Regions from separate parts of the Mus musculus genome. Here region 1 is linked to region 2. The links are chromatin contacts, called in public Hi-C maps. All regions are on one chromosome and are shown on one strand. Each heading gives the region's core, a stretch centred on a gene start, on an enhancer-like site or on the middle of the called end of the contact. The rest is flanking DNA. Distances are from core to core; before and after follow the strand shown. Region 1 has its middle 50 kb from the start of Fam114a2. Region 2 overlaps Gm46261 (a long non-coding RNA gene).

Region 1 (3,266 bases), core at 112-2,611, 840 kb after region 2:
GCAGGGTTAGAGGACCCAAGGAGGCAGAGCCTGCTGGTAGTGCCCCGCAGCAGCCAAATCTAGTGCCAGGCCTGGTGAGACAAAGTAGCTCAGACATGCATGTCACAAGTACAAACCGAACCCATCTGTGCCAGTCCCTCCTAGGGATAAGGTCAGAGGATGGAAATTGTTTTCAAAGGCATGGACCCCAAAAGTAAACTATCCTAATTTATGTCTTTGGACAGAAGTCACGAACATTCTTCTTGGTCCTGTTCTGTCTTCTGGAGGCCTGGAATGCCAGAGGGTAGCCATCTTGGTCCTGTTATCTCTTTCTTCTCTTTCTATGATGGATAATTGACCACCCCAAGCAGAGAACAGACACCCGATTACCTTGACGTGACCGGCTCATCCTCCTCTTCATGGCTTAACCCAGTCTCTGCCATAAATCCTATTAAACATTTAAAAACAAAAACAAAAAAAGCAACAGCACTGGACTATCAGCTGGATGGTGTCCCATGTGCGGGTCTCCTACCGTCAAGTAACTCCATCTCCTTTCTTAAGTTCCTACCCATGAATCCGTAATAAGACTCTTTCTAAACTCAGCATTTCTCCATGAATTTCGTTCTTCGAATTTGAGAGACAGGAACCCTGAGGCCATCGACCAAGTGGCGGTTTTGTGTAACTGAGCACCTAGTATCCCATCTACTGGGTTTAACCCCCCCCCGCCCCCCGCCGCCGCTGCCCCCAGAGAAAGGAAGGCTTCGTGTTACTTAAAGGCACCCCACTTCTCCCTTATCACGAGGAGTCACCATGCGTTGTGACAGAGTTCCATCATGAAGAAGGAAGTCTCTGGTCCCAGCAGAACGCCAGGCTGGGCAAGATTTGCACAGCCATATCTGAGCTGAACACAACACTTAAGAGTCAGTCATTCTGTGGGGAACCAGTACCTGGGGGGTGTAGGAAGGAGGCGGGGACTTCCTATCACAGACCCTGGTGATAACAAGTTATACAAGGTCCAGAGTTACAAGCCCTGGTCCCCTTCCGGCTCTGCCTCGACTTCCTCAGAATGAATCCCTCCCATCTATGGATTCCAGCGCCACAACTGCTAGGCTCCTACCAGGCTCTGCCTCTTCCCCTGCTCCTTGGCATTCCCCTGTTCCATGACCTCTCGAGCCTCTGGAAGCCCCAAGGTTCCTCTTCTGAGCAGATAGGCAAGAGGACCGCACCTAACTCAGAAAAGCATTGTGCTTAGAAACTCTAGCTGCAGGCTGCATCTGAATCTATCGTAAATGGCTCTAAGGATCCGAAGTTATGAGGCATTACAGCCAGGAGAGAAAGGAAATGAGCAGCCCCAGCTCAGCAGGCACATTGAAGGCTCCGGAGAGGAGAGCGGACCCCTGTGCAGACAAAAGATACTAGGAGCAGCTCTAGCTAGCCGTCTAGGCCATATCCTTGGGGCAGCACTGCCACCTGCTGGCCAGAAAGGAGCTTTGCAAGAAGGTGCCTTCCCAGCTGGCCCGGATAAAAAAATAAACCTTTAATCCCAGAAGACTGGACACAGACCGGAGCCCCAGAGATGGGGGTGTGATCAACGGAAAGGCTTAGGGATGTACTGGGATTCTAGAGGTATGAAACCCTGGTTCATGTCCCTACTTTTAAACATATCAGTTGCACACTGCTTAGCTTCCCAGGCCACCATTTTCTGGTCCAGGAAACTTCTATTCTAGTTTTGTTTCTGTTGTAATAAAACATTCAATAAAAAGCACCTTAGGGACAAAAAAAAATTCATTTGGCTTAAGATTCCAGGTTAAATTATTGTGAGGAAGTTAAGACAGGAACTTTAAGCACTACGCCCACAGTTGAGAGCGGGAGAGAATAAACACACAGATCCTTGCTTGATTGCTCTGCTTAGGGAATGGTGCCGCCCACAACAGACTGTGTCTTCCTATATCAGATGATCTAGGCAGTCCCCAGAGACGTGCCCACAGGTCAACATCTAGATAAGAGTCATTAAAACTCTCTTCCCAGGTGACTCCACTTTGTGTCAAGTTACCAGTTAAAAACTAACCAGCATGATCTGTCCTTTGTCAACTTGACCCACAAGCATGTCACTTTAAGCCATAACTTTCCATCCCTTGTCCCCAAAGTAACATGTTAAAATCATAATATAAAATACAATTCAATTCCAAAAAATCCCCCACCCCCAAGTCTTTAAAACTTCCATTGCTACAAAAGTCTATTTAAATCTCCAAAGTCTTGGTTGTGGGCTCATATAAAATAAAAGACAAGGGGCTGGAGAAATGTTAGGAGCATGTCAAAGATTGAGAGTGTTTGAGGATCCTAGTTCGGATCCCAGCACCCACATCAGGGCTCTCACAATTCCCTGTAACACCATGGACACAGAATCTGGCGCCCTCTTCTGATTTTTGCAGGTATTGCACTCAATATGCATATATCACCTATAGATATAAGTGCATTTATACAATTAAAAACAAGGCCTTTTAAAAAAAAAAAACAAATAATACTGCCTCGTTTGGGAGTAAGAATGAACATTAAATCCATGACTAAATTGTGAGATCCATGAAAGTGTCTCTCCCGTCACACCCACTGATCTTCAAGGTGAACCTCAGTATGGAGTCCCCACGCTGACTACATCATCACTCCTGGGTGCTTGTCACAGAAGCAGGTGCTTAGGCCCTTCTGAGTATGTCACTGGCATCTGCACTGTGACAAAGACCTCATTCCCACGTGATTTCTCGTGCCCATCAGGGTTCACGAGTTCCCACAACAGGACCAGGGCACCAGGCAGAGGTTCTTGGCGTCTCTCTAAGTCTCCTTTTTCCTGTACAGGCAAGGGGCTAAGAGTCCTGTCTGGTAAGCCGGGTGACATCATGCTAATGAGAAATAATGCCGATTTGACACGAGAGGCTGCTGACCAGGTGAGTAACGTACCTGCTCCTCACATGCTCCTTGAGAAAAAGAGGCTTAGGAGACATGAAGTCAACGGAGTCTCGTGGTGTGAGGGGGGGTGGGCAAAGAGGTAGAGTGGGGAGTTTTCTCAGACTACTTCTAGAGGGTCCAGGGCACAGGGAACACTGAAACTGTACCCCCTAATGGCATCATAAGTTCCCTGGGGCGTGCTGTCTTCTCACAGAAGTACCTCTACCTCCTCTGGATCCCCGAGCACTGGAACAGATCCAACCGGTTCTCATACCTTCATTGATCCCTACCCCCACCCCACCCCCTGCCACACCAGTTCTCGTCCCTTCTCTTGAACACTTGTGAAC
Region 2 (3,015 bases), core at 484-2,983:
GCTGGGACTATGTGAATCACTGTCTCAAATAAAACAACAAAAGAGCCACTTTTAAAGACATCAAGGACAGTCTGTAGGAGAAAGGGACACATGGATGCAGTGGAGGACAGCAAGAAGCATCAGTGTGGGAACTATCTAGCTGACTATGGGTGGGTAGTATTGCAGGAGCCACGGGATGCTGAGGGAAGATGTTAAGGTGTGGTATAGCACTGGCCTGACTTGCTATTTCACCATGTGATATAACATCTCAGCATTCACGTTCCACATACCCACAGCGTAGCTACACAGTGTAAAAGGCTGGCCCAAGTGACTTAGTACTGTTTTGTTTGACAGTCTGTAGGCAAATTTTCATTTGTTTTAAAATGTTTCTCTTTTTTGGCAACAGTTTTTTGCTTTGTCTCAAACTTCTGTGTACTGAGATGTCTGGGTTTTACATTTTTAGCCAGCACTTCTTGCATCTGATAAGACTGGACAATTGATTGACAGTGATGTTGGGTGATGGTCTTCAACTGAACTTGCTTTGTAGCTGAGAATGACATTCAACTTCAGTTCATCATGGAAATACTGGTCAGTCAGTCAGTCAGTCAGTCAGTTAGTTAGTTAGTTAGGTTTTGTTTGTTTGTTTGTTTGTTTGTTTGTTTGTTTTATCAACTTGATACAAGCTAGGGTCATCTGAGAAGAGGGAGCTTCAGATAAGACAATACTACCATCAGATTGACCTATAGGCAAGTCCATGGGACGTTCTCTTGACAATGATTGATTTTGGAGGTCCCAGCTCACTGTATGCGAGTCATGCCTAAACAGGTGGTTCTATGTTGGGTAAGATAGCAAGCTGAGCAATCTATGAGGAACAACCCAGTAAGTAGTGATCCTCCACGGCCTCTGCTTCAGTTCCTGTCTTCAGATTGCTGCCTTGAGTTCCTGACCAGACATCACTTCATCTCAACTAAAAGCTAAAACAAACCCTTCTCTCCCAAGTTGCTTTTGGTCATGATGTTTTATCACAGCAACAGTAGGTTATCTGAGACACAGGGTATGCTTGGTTTACTTGCATACAGTGCACAGAAAAGGTGCTGTGATGGGAACTTAACTGAAAAATAGCAGCTTGGCTAATTTGTGGTAGTTTATTATTTTGAAAAAAAGGAGGGGGAAGGAGGAATGAAAGAAGGGAGGGAAGGAAGGAAGGAAGGAAGGAAGGAAGGAAGGAAGGAAGGAAGGAAGGAAGGAAGGAAGGAAGGAAGGAAGGAAGGGAGGGAGGGAGGGACGGAGGGAGGGAGGGAGAGAAGAAACCAGGGAGTGAGGGAAGGAGAAACAAAGGGAGAGGAGGGGAAGAATTGAAGGGAGCAGCTTTGTTCTTTTTCCTTAGTCCTCTCTCCTTCTCTCCCTCCCTCCCTCTTTTCTCTCCTCCCTTCTTCCTGTTCGCTTCCTTACTCATGAAGGGTCTATTCACATATTGAAAACTCATCTGACTCATGAAAAGTTAATGTGAGATCCTGAAGGTGGGTGATGGTTTCATCTTTTTTTAAAAAATCATTTTTGTGCATATTCTCCACTCCTCGTTCCTCTCCAGAGCATCCCAAAACCAAATCCATGGTGCCTTCATCCTGCCTGGCACTTTGCACACCTGGCTGGCTTCCCTGGGCTGTCAGTGAGCAGGCTGCCAGCCTCCAGGAAGCCGTTCCAGCACCCTTGCCGCTGTCAGGACTGCTTGTGGGCTGGAGACAAGGAAAACAAATGCTGCTAATGAGCTGGAAACATAACACACTTGTAAGAACCAGCACAGAGATGAGCTGCTCCCTATTCTTAGGGAAAGGGGGAAAATGGAAAAAGACAGAATGCAGAGCCCTAATTCCAAAGCACTCAGCTCACCACAGCTCACAGCAAGTTGGGCTCATGCCTCTCCCTACCCCTCTCACGCTGACTGACCCAGCCTTCATTCACATGTGCATATGGAGAGATGACAGCACAAATTAGAGTCTGGAGTCTAGGCCTTGTCAAGGTCAATGTTCTCTATCCCTGTTCTGTAACCCTGTTCTTCACCCACATGCCAGATGCCTGTTGTCATTCAGTTGGCCTGGGTTCTCAGGCCTTTCTGTCTTCTCCACTATAGATAGAAAAGTCAGTTGTTTAGTTTTGTTGTTTTGAAACAGGATCTCCTGGAGCCTAGGCTGGTCTTTCAATTACTTGGTAGCAGAGGATAACCTTAAACTTCTGACCCACTCTTCTATCTTTACTTCCCAGGGGTTGGGATTATAGATATATGCCACCATGTAAGGCCTCTACACTGCCTAGTAAAGGACAAAGAGGCTCATGACATCACTGGGTTCCATATGGTCTGGTTTGAGAGTAGAATAGATGTTGACTGAAATAAGTACAAATGCTAGCCTGGTCTCTTGGCAGACACCTGGCTCATGGGGTGATAGCTCCCAATCAGAACAACCCATTCTCGGTAGGCAGCCATGTATAAATTCTAGGTCTTCCATAAAGAAATAGCCACTAACTTGCAGCTTAAAGCAGTCAAATTTATGTGCTTACATTTGGATCCAGGGAGCCAAAGCTCCGGGTGTCAGCAGTGTTGGTTCTTTCCAGAAGTTCTGTGGGGATAGTGTGTTCCCAGACTTACTCCTAGCTGGTGGGGAGTGCTGGCAAGCCTTTTTACCCCATGCTTATACACACAAGGCCTCAGTGTATAGCCCCATCTTCACAAGGCCATAGAAGTGTGGCTGCCTGCTTCTCTTCTGTGAACACCTGCCATGAACATAGAGCCCACCTTTGATTCATACTGCTCTCACTTGAGGGTTCTTTGCTTTTGTTTTTTTGCTTGTTTGTTTGTTTGGGTTTTTGTTTGTTTGTTTGTTTTTTTACCATTTATATTATTGCTGCCCTCTCATTCAGTTCCCTCCTACCCATCCCCTGTCCCAGTCTTCTCTGAGAAGGTAGGGTCTATGCTGAGTATAAGCCCAGCCTGGTGTTTCAGGTTTCTGCAGAGCCAGACAAGGCATCCCTTTTGAGGAA

What was found. A called contact is a pair of places that touch in the nucleus more often than the background predicts.
Region 1: a Hi-C map of cortical neurons shows a contact between it and region 2, with 2.5 times the contacts expected there. The contact joins two enhancer-like sites. A contact is called at or near these places in 2 of 484 Hi-C or Micro-C datasets (cerebral cortex and cortical neurons) and 1 of 9 other capture datasets (embryonic stem cells).

The regions. Positions count from the first base shown.
Region 1 is chr11:57,466,515-57,469,780 of GRCm38.p6, forward strand. No RefSeq gene overlaps it. Among named protein-coding and RNA genes, the nearest start is that of Fam114a2, 50 kb to the right of the region's middle. Within about 2 kb of position 1,362, at least 29 of the 459 cell types and tissues checked have an H3K27ac peak or open chromatin away from gene starts, as enhancers often do. A contact at or near this core is called in cortical neurons, where this site is marked.
Region 2 is chr11:56,626,163-56,629,177 of GRCm38.p6, forward strand. Gm46261 (a long non-coding RNA gene) reads right to left here. Exons shown (of 7, transcript XR_001780132.2): 6 at 1-19. Among named protein-coding and RNA genes, the nearest start is that of Gm32649, 4.1 kb to the left of the region's middle. Within about 2 kb of position 1,734, at least 21 of the 459 cell types and tissues checked have an H3K27ac peak or open chromatin away from gene starts, as enhancers often do. A contact at or near this core is called in cortical neurons, where this site is marked.